Linked DNA regions of Canis lupus: region 1 is linked to region 2. A link is a contact called in public Hi-C data. All regions are on one chromosome and are shown on one strand. Each heading gives the region's core, a stretch centred on a gene start, on an enhancer-like site or on the middle of the called end of the contact. The rest is flanking DNA. Distances are from core to core; before and after follow the strand shown.

Region 1 (5,033 bases), core at 2,051-4,550, 37 kb before region 2:
CTTATTCTTGAGTCTATATATTCAAGTCTCAAGTCTATATTCTTGAGTCTTGAGTCTAGATCTCTAGATAATATTCTTATTCCTCTTGAATAAGAATTCCAGGTAGTCTCAAAATATGACAGAATTGAAGTGTCCTCATTCTGAATAAATAAAATCACTCAAGAACATTGTGGAGCAGGAGATGAAAGGATCTCAGGATCTAAGTCTGAGGACCTTTGATATGTAAGCAACAGAAAAAAGAACAACCCAAGAGGCAAAAGAAACCAGGCGAGCATGGCATCTTAGGGGTGGGTACCGCCATCACACTGCAGCAGGTTGAGGGTAAAGTAGCAGGTGAACCTGTGGAACCAGCAAACACAGAAAACTCTATAAAGGAATCTGGCAAGGGATAGGAAATGTTTGGGCATGTTTAAATGCTGCTAGAGAGGAGCCAGGAACCAGGGAAAAGTTGCAGGGGGCAAGGGAAGAAACAGATAAAGCTGTGAAGTCAGTGTAACTGCTGGGAAGGCGGGAGAGTGTGTGAGCTAAGAATGGGGGGCTGTAAGAGGGATGCCCAGGGGTGTACTGAGCTCATTAAACACCCAGAGTGGGGTTTTTTTAAAGAGCAATTTTGGGTTCACAGCAAACTTGAGCCAAAGGCATAGGATTTTCCCATACACCCTCTGCCTCCATACAGGCATAGCCTCCCCAGGATGTCAACATCCTGCGCCTGCACTGGAGTGGCACATTTGTTACAGGTCAGGAGGCTACTTTGATACCTCTTTATCACACAAAGCCTAACCTTTGTTTATTCTTGGTGTTGTACATTCTGTGGGTCTGCACCAGGGTGTAAGACATGTGTACATCATATCATACAGAGTATTTTCACTGCCCTAAAAACCCTCTGTGCTCGACCTATTCATCCCTCCCTTTCCACAACCCTTGACAACCACTGATCCTTTTACTGCCTCCAGGGTTTGAGCTTGCCCACAGTATCAGAGTTGGAATCAAACAGTATGTAGCCTTTTCAGATTGGCTTCTTTCATTTACTGATATGCATTTAAGTTTCCTCCCTGTCTCTTCATGACTCATTTCTTCTCATCCTGAATAATATTCCATTGTCTGGATGGACTAGTTTATTTAGTGTGGATCATTTTTAACAAATGTTATTTTCAGGAATCATGAAATGAGGCAAATATTAAAACAACCAGAAAGTAAATGCAGAAAGTGAAAGTTTTCTGTTTTGAACTTTCTGTGTAAGAAAAAGATTTTTGATAAATTACAGTACAAAAAAGGGAAGAAAGTAATACTTTGATACTTTTGTTTTGCATGCAAAAGATACAATTTAGAGGAAAATACTAAATGGTCCTGCTGGATATGTTTTTTTTTTTTAAGAGTGGGGGAGGGGCAGAGAGAGAATATTAAGCCAGCTCCATACCCTGATGCGAGCCTTGATCTCATGTATCTGAGGTCATGACCTGAGCTAAAACCAAAAGTCGGGCACTCAACCAACTGAGCTACCCAGGTGCCCATGATTAGATAGGTTCTCAAGTCCCTCCCTTTCTACAACCCTTGGCAACCACTGATCCTTAAACAATTAATTTAAAAAGAAGTTTCAACTTTTTTTTTAAGGAAATGTCAACTTTAAAGATTTTACTCAAATTCAGTAAAATGTTTCAAGTGTGAACTAAAATCTGTCCTTACAAAACTTCTCCATTTGCACTGACAGTTTTGAATTTTAAACACAGATAAGAATTCCAGGTGGTCTCAAAATATGACAGAATTAAAGTGACTCAAGTTCTGTTTCTCTACCTATATGTATAATGACTGTGCTATCATTTTTTTCTCAATCTAGTATTTTTTTTTAAAGATTTTTTTTTTTTATTTACTTGACAGAGAACACAAGCAGGGGGAGGGGTAAAGGAAGAAGCAGGCTCCCCGCTGAGCAGGGAGCCCAATGTGGGGCCCCATCCCAGACCCTGGGTTCATGACCCAAGCCAAAGGCAGATTCTTGACTGACTGAGCAACCCAGGTGCCCCTTAATCTAGTATTTAAAAGCAAAAATACAGTACGCCAGGGACTGGAGACAGGAGCTGTACCCAAAGTGAACTGCACTGATTCCACTGGACACGTACTCCCCAAACCAGCTGTGTGTGGCTGAGGCTGGGTGTGTGGGATGCCAAGCACATAACCCGGAGGTCTCTGAATACCCGCGTGAAGAGTATAATGTTTATTAATGGAATAATAAAAAGTGCTCAAGTTTTATTTTAGGAAAACCAACAGTAACTGCTACAGTGTTTAGAACTGACCAGCAAAAGATTGTTTTCAGGAAGGAGTATTTTATCTGATGTTGTTTAGAATTGCCAGCTCATGATGGTGGTTAGAAGACCAGCTATGCAGTCCACCAGGTGCAGGCATGAGGGCTGTGTTATAACGCTACACCGCCCCATTCCCCTAGGTTGGCCACACAGAAATGCTCCCCGTGGCAGAAGGAAAGGCTGAGAAAGAGGCTTAGCAAGGGGCAGGTGAGGGTAGCAGGAGTAAGACCACCTGGAGCAAGGGGAAACTGATGCAGGCTCGCAACTGCAGTGGATGTTGCATTTATTAAGGCTTGCATACACTGCAAGAAAGAGACATGGGAGTACATTGCATGGAGGCACAGGGCCCAGAAATGCTATAGGAGCGCCCCCTCAGCAGCTGATCAGTCACTCTGGGTTGAAGTACTTCCAAAGCCAAGATTACCAACAGTCCTCTGAGAACTGAATGAATAACCTGAGGGGTTTTATTTTTTAATTTTAATTTTTTTTAAGATTTTATTTTTTTATTCACAGGAGACACAGAGAGAGGCAGAGACATAGGCAAAGGGAGAAGCAGGCTCCCTGTGGGGAGCCCAATGTAGGACTTGATCCCAGGACCCAGGATCACCACCTGAGCCAAAGGCAGACGCTTAACCACTGAGCCACGCTTAACCACTGAGCCACTCAGGTGTCCTTTTAATTTTTTTTAAGTGATCTCTCCCTCCCAATGTTGAGTTTGAACTTATGACCCTGAGATCAAGAGTTGCATGCTCCACCGACTGAGCCAGCCAGGTGCCCCCAAATAACCTGAGTTTTTGAGGCTTCTCTTTTTTGAGTACACCTAAGTATCTGTAGGTCCTAAAAGAGAGTGCCTTATTGGGGGTGGGGGGGTCTACTAGTATTCCCCAGCAGGAGCGTCCCCACTGGGCAGGGTGCCACTGTACTGTCCTCTTTGAAGGGAGGTTCTCCCTCCCTCTACCCTGGCTGCCTTGGACTGCTGCCCGGGCAGCAGGGTTGGCTTCTGGTGAAGGGCACAAACCACAGATATTTTATGTAGAAAGCTTGTGTTTGGGAATACTTTCCTCAGAAAGGTCTGAGGGCTTGCCAAGAGCATAGAGCCCAGTGTAATGCTCTTAGGCACAGTAGACATGCTTAGAAACAGCTGCTGCGGAGAGAGAACAGAAAGAAAACACAGGATTCAGGACCCAGTGGAGTTTGAAGACTGCTTTTGCCAAAGCTTAGAGTAACTTTTTCTGTTGACTTCAGTGGGAAGGGAGAGCAGATTGTTACAGTTCTCTAAATCCAGAGTTGGGAGACTTTTTTCTTTACAGGGACAGATAGTAAATATTTTAGGTTTCCTTTATTGCACACTGTGTGTGTGCGTGTGTGTGTGTGTGTGTGTGTGTGTGTGTGTTTACCACCCTAAAAAAATAAAAACTGTTCTTAGTTCTCAGGCAAGACAAAACAGGCCATGGGCTGAATTTGGCCTGATGACCATGTTTTGCTGACCTTTACTCTAGATAGTTGGCACATTCTTAGACTAAAGAAAAAAAAACCCAAGGAATCTATCTATCAGAGATAGCAAAGTTACTTTCCACCCTCCCAAGAAAGGCTATTTTCTTGCAAGAAACTTGATAAATGGGCAGCCCGGGTGGCTCAGCGGTTTAGCGTGGCCTTCAGCCCAGGGCGTGATCCTGGAGACCCGGGATCCAGTCCCTCGGTGGGCTCCCTGCATGGGGCCTGCTTCTCCCTCTGCCTGTGTCTCTGCACGCCTTTCTTCTCTCATGAATAAATAAATAAAGCCTTAAAAAAAAAAAGAAACTTGATAAATAATTTTGAAATGGGTATGTATAAGAATCACTTTCTCCCTACCAGAGTGAAAAAAAGAGTTGTGGGTGAGCAAGGTACATAGGAATAGGCATATAAGAAGTGCTAAAGCCACTCCTGTCCATGGAAAGGAGAAGCAGGGGAAGTTAGAGGATGCCTTATTTGTGCTGCAGATTTGCTAATGCAACTTTTTTTTTTCCTCTGGGGAATTTATGGGTTAAGATTTGAAATAGACTTATGGAAAATAGATTGAAAAAGAAATTCAATGAAAAGAACCAAAATAGATCACCAACCATATTTGTGTTGGATTCAAGACTCTAGAGTGTTTAAGAAAATCAGAAAAGCAAGCTCCAGTCAAAATGGTGTGTGTCTGTGAAAATGAAGAGAAGAGGGAGGCAGGCATCTGAAGGACCAGTGTGAGCAGAGTTTTCTCAGAAGTGCGGGATTTTAAAAGGTTTGGAAGAAAGATGAAAGGCAGCGTACCTTCCTCAAAACGGCCGAATGCCCTCTAAGCAAGAACCTCCACAGCCTCTATGAAACCCACCACAGAGTTATTTCCTCCCCCATAGAAGCAGTAACAGGTAGATCAGGCCTGGCTGCGTCATTGGGGCAGGTCCAGTGCCAGATGAACAGGAGAGCCCTTGTGTTAAAAAAAGAAAAAACTGCTCATAATTTCAAGATGGTAAGGGAAGTATAAAAACCAAGCAAGCACTGGGATGCCTGGGTGGCTCAGTGGTTGAGCATCTGCCTTTGGCTCAGGTTGTGATCTCCGGGTCCTGGGATGGAGTACTACCTATGTCTCTTCCTCTCCCTCTGTGTGTCTCATGAATAAATAAATAAAATCTTTTAAAAAATAAAAATAAAAACCAAGCACAGGGCTGTTCTGAGCAAGTTCAGGTGTAGACTCAGGAAGCAGGTACTGGAATTGCA
Region 2 (4,866 bases), core at 1,611-4,110:
AGCGCAGGATACTGTTAGTTTCTTTCTCTTTTTTTTTTTTTTTCCTTTTTTTTTTTTGGATACTGTTAGTTTCTCATGTGAATCTTGGTTGGTTTTTTTTTGCCAGTTAGGTTTTGTCCCAAGTTTTGTGAGGATTGAGATTCTAGTTTTACTAGCTGTGTATGCCTCGGTATCCCACTTGAGAGCAGAACATCCCCTTGCCAGTTGCAGCCACTGGACCTCTGGTAATGAGAGACCCCATCTCGTTTTTACTTTTGAACGTTGGTCTTACAAATGTAAGTGATATATGTTTGTACAGATGAGAATTTATAATCTGCTGTAACAAAAAAAAAATGTTTGTGGTAGAAAAGGGTATGAACCAGCATTAATTTTTTTATCATTTTGTGGGGGGTAACAAAATGTTATAAATCTTAAACTGTGAACATCTACAATTATCATTAGGATATGATTGTGAAAATACATCAGGGAAGCCCTAGCAAAATGTTAGCTTCATCTTTTTTTGTTTTAAAGATTTTATTTATTTGTTCATGAAAGACACAGAGAGGCAAAGACACAGGCAGAGGGAGAAGCAGGCTCTCCGCAGGAAGCCCAATGCGGGACTCAGTCCCAGGACCCGGGGATCACGCCCTGAGCCAAAGGTAGACGCTCAACCACTGAGCCACCCAGGTGCCCCATTAGCTTCATTTTTTCAAGGTTAGTGAATATATGGAAACCGCAGGACTCTCATCCTTCAGTTCTGGACAAGAATTTATATGGAAAGGTGGTTCCCAATTATTCTTTTGGCTCATAGTTGGGGGAAAAATGGTTACTATGTAGATAAGTTATTTTGATTTTCCCAAGGGCCATCATTTGAAGACACAACAGACTTCTAAATTTCACCATACAGCATAGCTTTACTTCTGACAAGTATTGACCTTTGCTGGTTAGACACATAACTGTGTTAGCGGCACATCGGAGCTCTGAAAATGGCACTCAACGTGGATTCAGCGAACAAGGCAAACTACCAACAGTACCCTCTTCGTGTTTTCAAATATGGTGCAACACATTGGGGCCTGGGTCTGAGGTCCCGGAGGGCCCCAGCACACCCCGCACGGTGACACGGGGGGACACGGGGGCCTGGGTCTGAGGTCCCGGAGGGCCCCAGCACACCCCGTACGGTGACACGGGGGGACACGGGGGCCTGGGCCTGAGGTCCCGGAGGGCCCCAGCACACCCCGCACGGTGACACGGGGGGACACGGGGGCCTGGGTCTGAGGTCCCGGAGGGCCCCAGCACACCCCGCACGGTGACACGGGGGGACACGGGGGCCTGGGCCTGAGGTCCCGGAGGGCCCCAGCACACCCCGCACGGTGACACGGGGGGACACGGGGGCCTGGGCCTGAGGTCCCGGAGGTTCCCAGCACACCCCGCACGGTGACACGGGCGGACAAAGTCTTGGGGCAGGTGCCTTGTCGCTCTCCGCCGTCCCGGCGGCCGCGCTGGCCCCACGGCGCAGGTGACCTTCGTCGGCCCCGAGGCCCGCCCTCACGCCGCGCACGTGGCCGGGGGGGGGCGGAGGCGCGCGGCCCCGGGGAAGCACCCTCCGCAGCAGGACGGAGCTCACAGAGCGGGCACGGGCGGTCACTCGTTCGCTCGTTTGCGTCAGGCCCCGCGGTGAGGCGAACGGAGACGTTCCCGCCGACCTTCCCAGGCGGACTGTGCGGTCCCTCCCTGACTCCGCCCCCGCCCCCGCCCCCGCCGCCTGGGCGCGGCCTCGGTGCCGGACCTACCCGACCGCCTAAGCAGGACCCGGAAGAGCGTGTCCATCCGGGTGCTCTCTGCGAGCGCCAGGGGGCGTGGCCTCGGGACGCCCGTGCGGGGAGGGGCGAGGAGCCAGCTCAGGCGCTGGGACCGCCTGACGGAGGGGGCGGTGGGAGCCTGGGCGGTCCCGTGCCACGCTCGGTGGAAGCTTCAAGCGGCGCGGGAGGGGAGTCTCTCTTCTCCAACTCCCCCTTTGAAGCAGGCCGATCCACTCAGAAGCTTCCCTTCCCAGCCTCCCCTTGCCGACGCTCCCTCGCACCCCCTTCCCCCGCCCTTGCCTCCTCTGTGCTTGACAGCCAGGAGACACCTTGGGCGTCCCGCCTCTCGCCCCCCCCCCCGGCTCGGCGCAGGTGGTCGCGCCCGCGCGCTGCGCAGCCGCAGAGCGTCTCGGGCGTTTCCGCTGAGGGGCGTGTGACGCAGCGGCCGTCGCTGCCATTTTAAGTTGTTTGTTCTCGCTTCCCTCCTCCAACGCGACTCTGCCCCGGACCGGGAGGCGCCCGACGCCGCCGCCGTGTCGGCAGCCAGCGGTTGGGGGCAACGAGGCTGTGCCAGCGCGGACGCTCACCCTCCGCTGCGGCTTCTCCCCCTCCGGGTCTCCTCGACCTTCCTTGCCGAGAGCCGGAGCCCGGCCGTGGGGGGAAGAGAGACTCGAGAGCAGATGCCTGGACTGAAATAACTTTACTCCGGGGGGTTTGCCTCGCTGCCAGACCCCGTAGCGCAGGGCTCCCCTCCCCTCCTCCCCCGCCCCTCCGCCGCCGGTGCCTGCCCTGCCCGCCTTCTCCTCGCTCCTCCTGCTCTCTCTGTCTCTCTCGCCGCCGCCTCCCTCGCGTCCTTCCGTCCGCCGCCGCCCGGGGCGCCGAGCCAGACTATGGGGCCCAGGTGGGGGCTGAGCGGCGGCAGCAGCGCGGGCGGCCCGGCCACAGTGCGCGCCGCAGCGGGGATGGAGGGGCTCAGTTGGCTGGTGCTGTTCTCTTGACATGGCTCCCGCCCGTGCCGCGAGCAGCGCTCCCGCCGCCGCCGCCTCCTCTGCCGCCGCCACCGCTCCGCCCGCAGGCTGCGGCTAGAGGGCCCGAACCCCGCCCGAGAGTCGGTCCGTGAGTCCCGGCGTCCGCGGGGACCGGGAGGGGCCTTCCCGCCGCCTCAGAGCCACCCCGCCCCTCGGGGAAGCCGACTGATGACCCCACCTTAAAACTATCCGATTCGGGAAACATGGTCTGTTCCACGTGAGAGCGAGCTCAGCCAGAGTCCGGGAACCTCAGGCTTTTGGGTTTTGGTTTTGGGTTGTTTTCCGTGTGTGTGTGTGTCTGTGCGTGCGTGTGTTTATTTTTGAAGGGGGGGGGTGGGCCGGGCGTACTTTAAAAAAAGTAATATTAACAAAACTATTTTTTTTTTTTTCTTCTCACTGATCCTTCCCATTTACCCTCTCCCGCCGCCTCTATCCGGGCGGGAGTTGTTTCCACGATGAAATGAGTGAGAACCTGAGTGATCCTGTGTCTCCCGTGGTGCGAGTGAGTCGCTGCCGCTGAAGGCAGAGGGCGGGGGCGGGGCCTGGGGGGTGGAAGGCAGGTGGTCCCCGGGCTCTCGCGGCCTGGGCTCCGGGATCCGGGAGGAGGACCCGCCGGCTCGGCCCCAGCGATGCGCGCAGGAAGATAAGGCGCCCCCCGCGCGGTCGCGAACGGGGCCGGATTCCTAGGGAAGGCTCCCCCGGGGGAATGTAGGACTCGCTGCAGGGCTGGGGGTGTTGGGATCCCGGGCGTTCGCCGGGTCTAACCACAGAGCCCGGAGAGCTACCGTATCGTATCAGAGCCCCCACCCCGTCCTCTCTGCCATCATGATTTTCCATGGCAGCAGCACTAGCAGCCGCCTGAGGGTGAAAATGTGGGTGATGGGGAGGCTGGTCGTGACTCCGCTGTTTTTTCTCACGGCTCCTTTGGGCAACAGCTGTCCGCCCCCAGTATACACTGTAGTTGATTGCAGGGAAACCCTGTACCTCTCCCCTTCTGTCTCTACCGATTTTGCACTTTTCTCTTTGCTCACCACCAAGTGTAATCAATAACAAGCACTGACGATACATAGCAATAGTGAAATCTGAAATAACTTAAGAGTTAATTAGGTACTACAGCCATGGATCTGGCTGGGTAAAATCCAATTGGATATTTCAGTTTCATTCACCTACCCTGTTTTCGTGTTTTTTGGGGGGGTTGGGGTTTTTTTTTTTTTTTTTTTTTTTTTATCTTCTTCTTCTTCTTCTTTTTCCCTTTTTCTTTGTAATTCTTTTTATTTGGGTATTTGGAAAGCAGGGATCATCACACTTCCCACCCCCCCTCCTTCCTTTTCATAATCCCTTCTCTAAAGAGGGGGCAAAATCCGGATGGATCTTAAGGATTGGACTGGTGTCAGCTGTGTTTTATTGCACACCTAAATCCTGATAATAGGCTATTCATTTCCCCCAAAAGCCTTTACTTTGGCATTTAAGCCAAATGTGTTTTCTAAAAAGTTAGTTCCAAGTATTTTCTCCTCTTTCTTTCCTTTCTCCCCTTCCTTTTTCCCATAACCCCAGACGTTATTGTCCAAACATGACTGGACACCAGCTTTTGTTTCTTGACCCTGTAATATGACAGTCTGCTAATATTGCCAGAAGGTGCAGTTTTTGGGCTATGGTCGTGATTTTAGCTATTCAATCCTATTAGCAGGAAAAAAAATGACTTGTTTCTGTTGTACTTGAGTCTTAAGAAAAAGTGCCCATAGTTTAGTGACAATTTCCAAAGGCTTTAGTACCACCTGTATTTCAAAATGGGGGACCCAAACTCCCGGAAGAAACAAGCTCTGAACAGACTACGTGCTCAGCTTAGAAAGAAAAAAGAATCTCTAGCTGACCAGTTTGACTTCAAGATGTATATTGCCTTTGTATTCAAGGAGAAGGTAATTTGAAATTCTTCATGTGACTTAGCACAAGTGATTTTTGTAAGTGTCTGTTAATTTGTTAGCCGTAAATAATTGCGTATTAGGTTAAAGAGTGGTTGACACCGGTGTATGTGTGTGCCTTAACTTAAATCCTCCTGGGTG

Evidence for each region. A called contact is a pair of places that touch in the nucleus more often than the background predicts.
Region 1: a contact with region 2 is called in a Hi-C map of liver, with 2.9 times the contacts expected there. The contact joins the enhancer-like site here to the promoter of C35H6orf62 in region 2. A contact is called at or near these places in 5 of 9 Hi-C or Micro-C datasets (amygdala, blood and liver).

What each region holds. Positions count from the first base shown.
Region 1 is chr35:24,188,633-24,193,665 of UU_Cfam_GSD_1.0, reverse strand. No RefSeq gene overlaps it. Among named protein-coding and RNA genes, the nearest start is that of GMNN, 17 kb to the left of the region's middle. Within about 2 kb of position 3,300, at least 4 of the 20 cell types and tissues checked have an H3K27ac peak or open chromatin away from gene starts, as enhancers often do. A contact at or near this core is called in liver, where this site is marked.
Region 2 is chr35:24,151,078-24,155,943 of UU_Cfam_GSD_1.0, reverse strand. It overlaps C35H6orf62, which reads left to right and starts at 2,860. Exons shown (of 5, transcript XM_038584288.1): 1 at 2,860-3,308. The coding sequence starts at 3,267.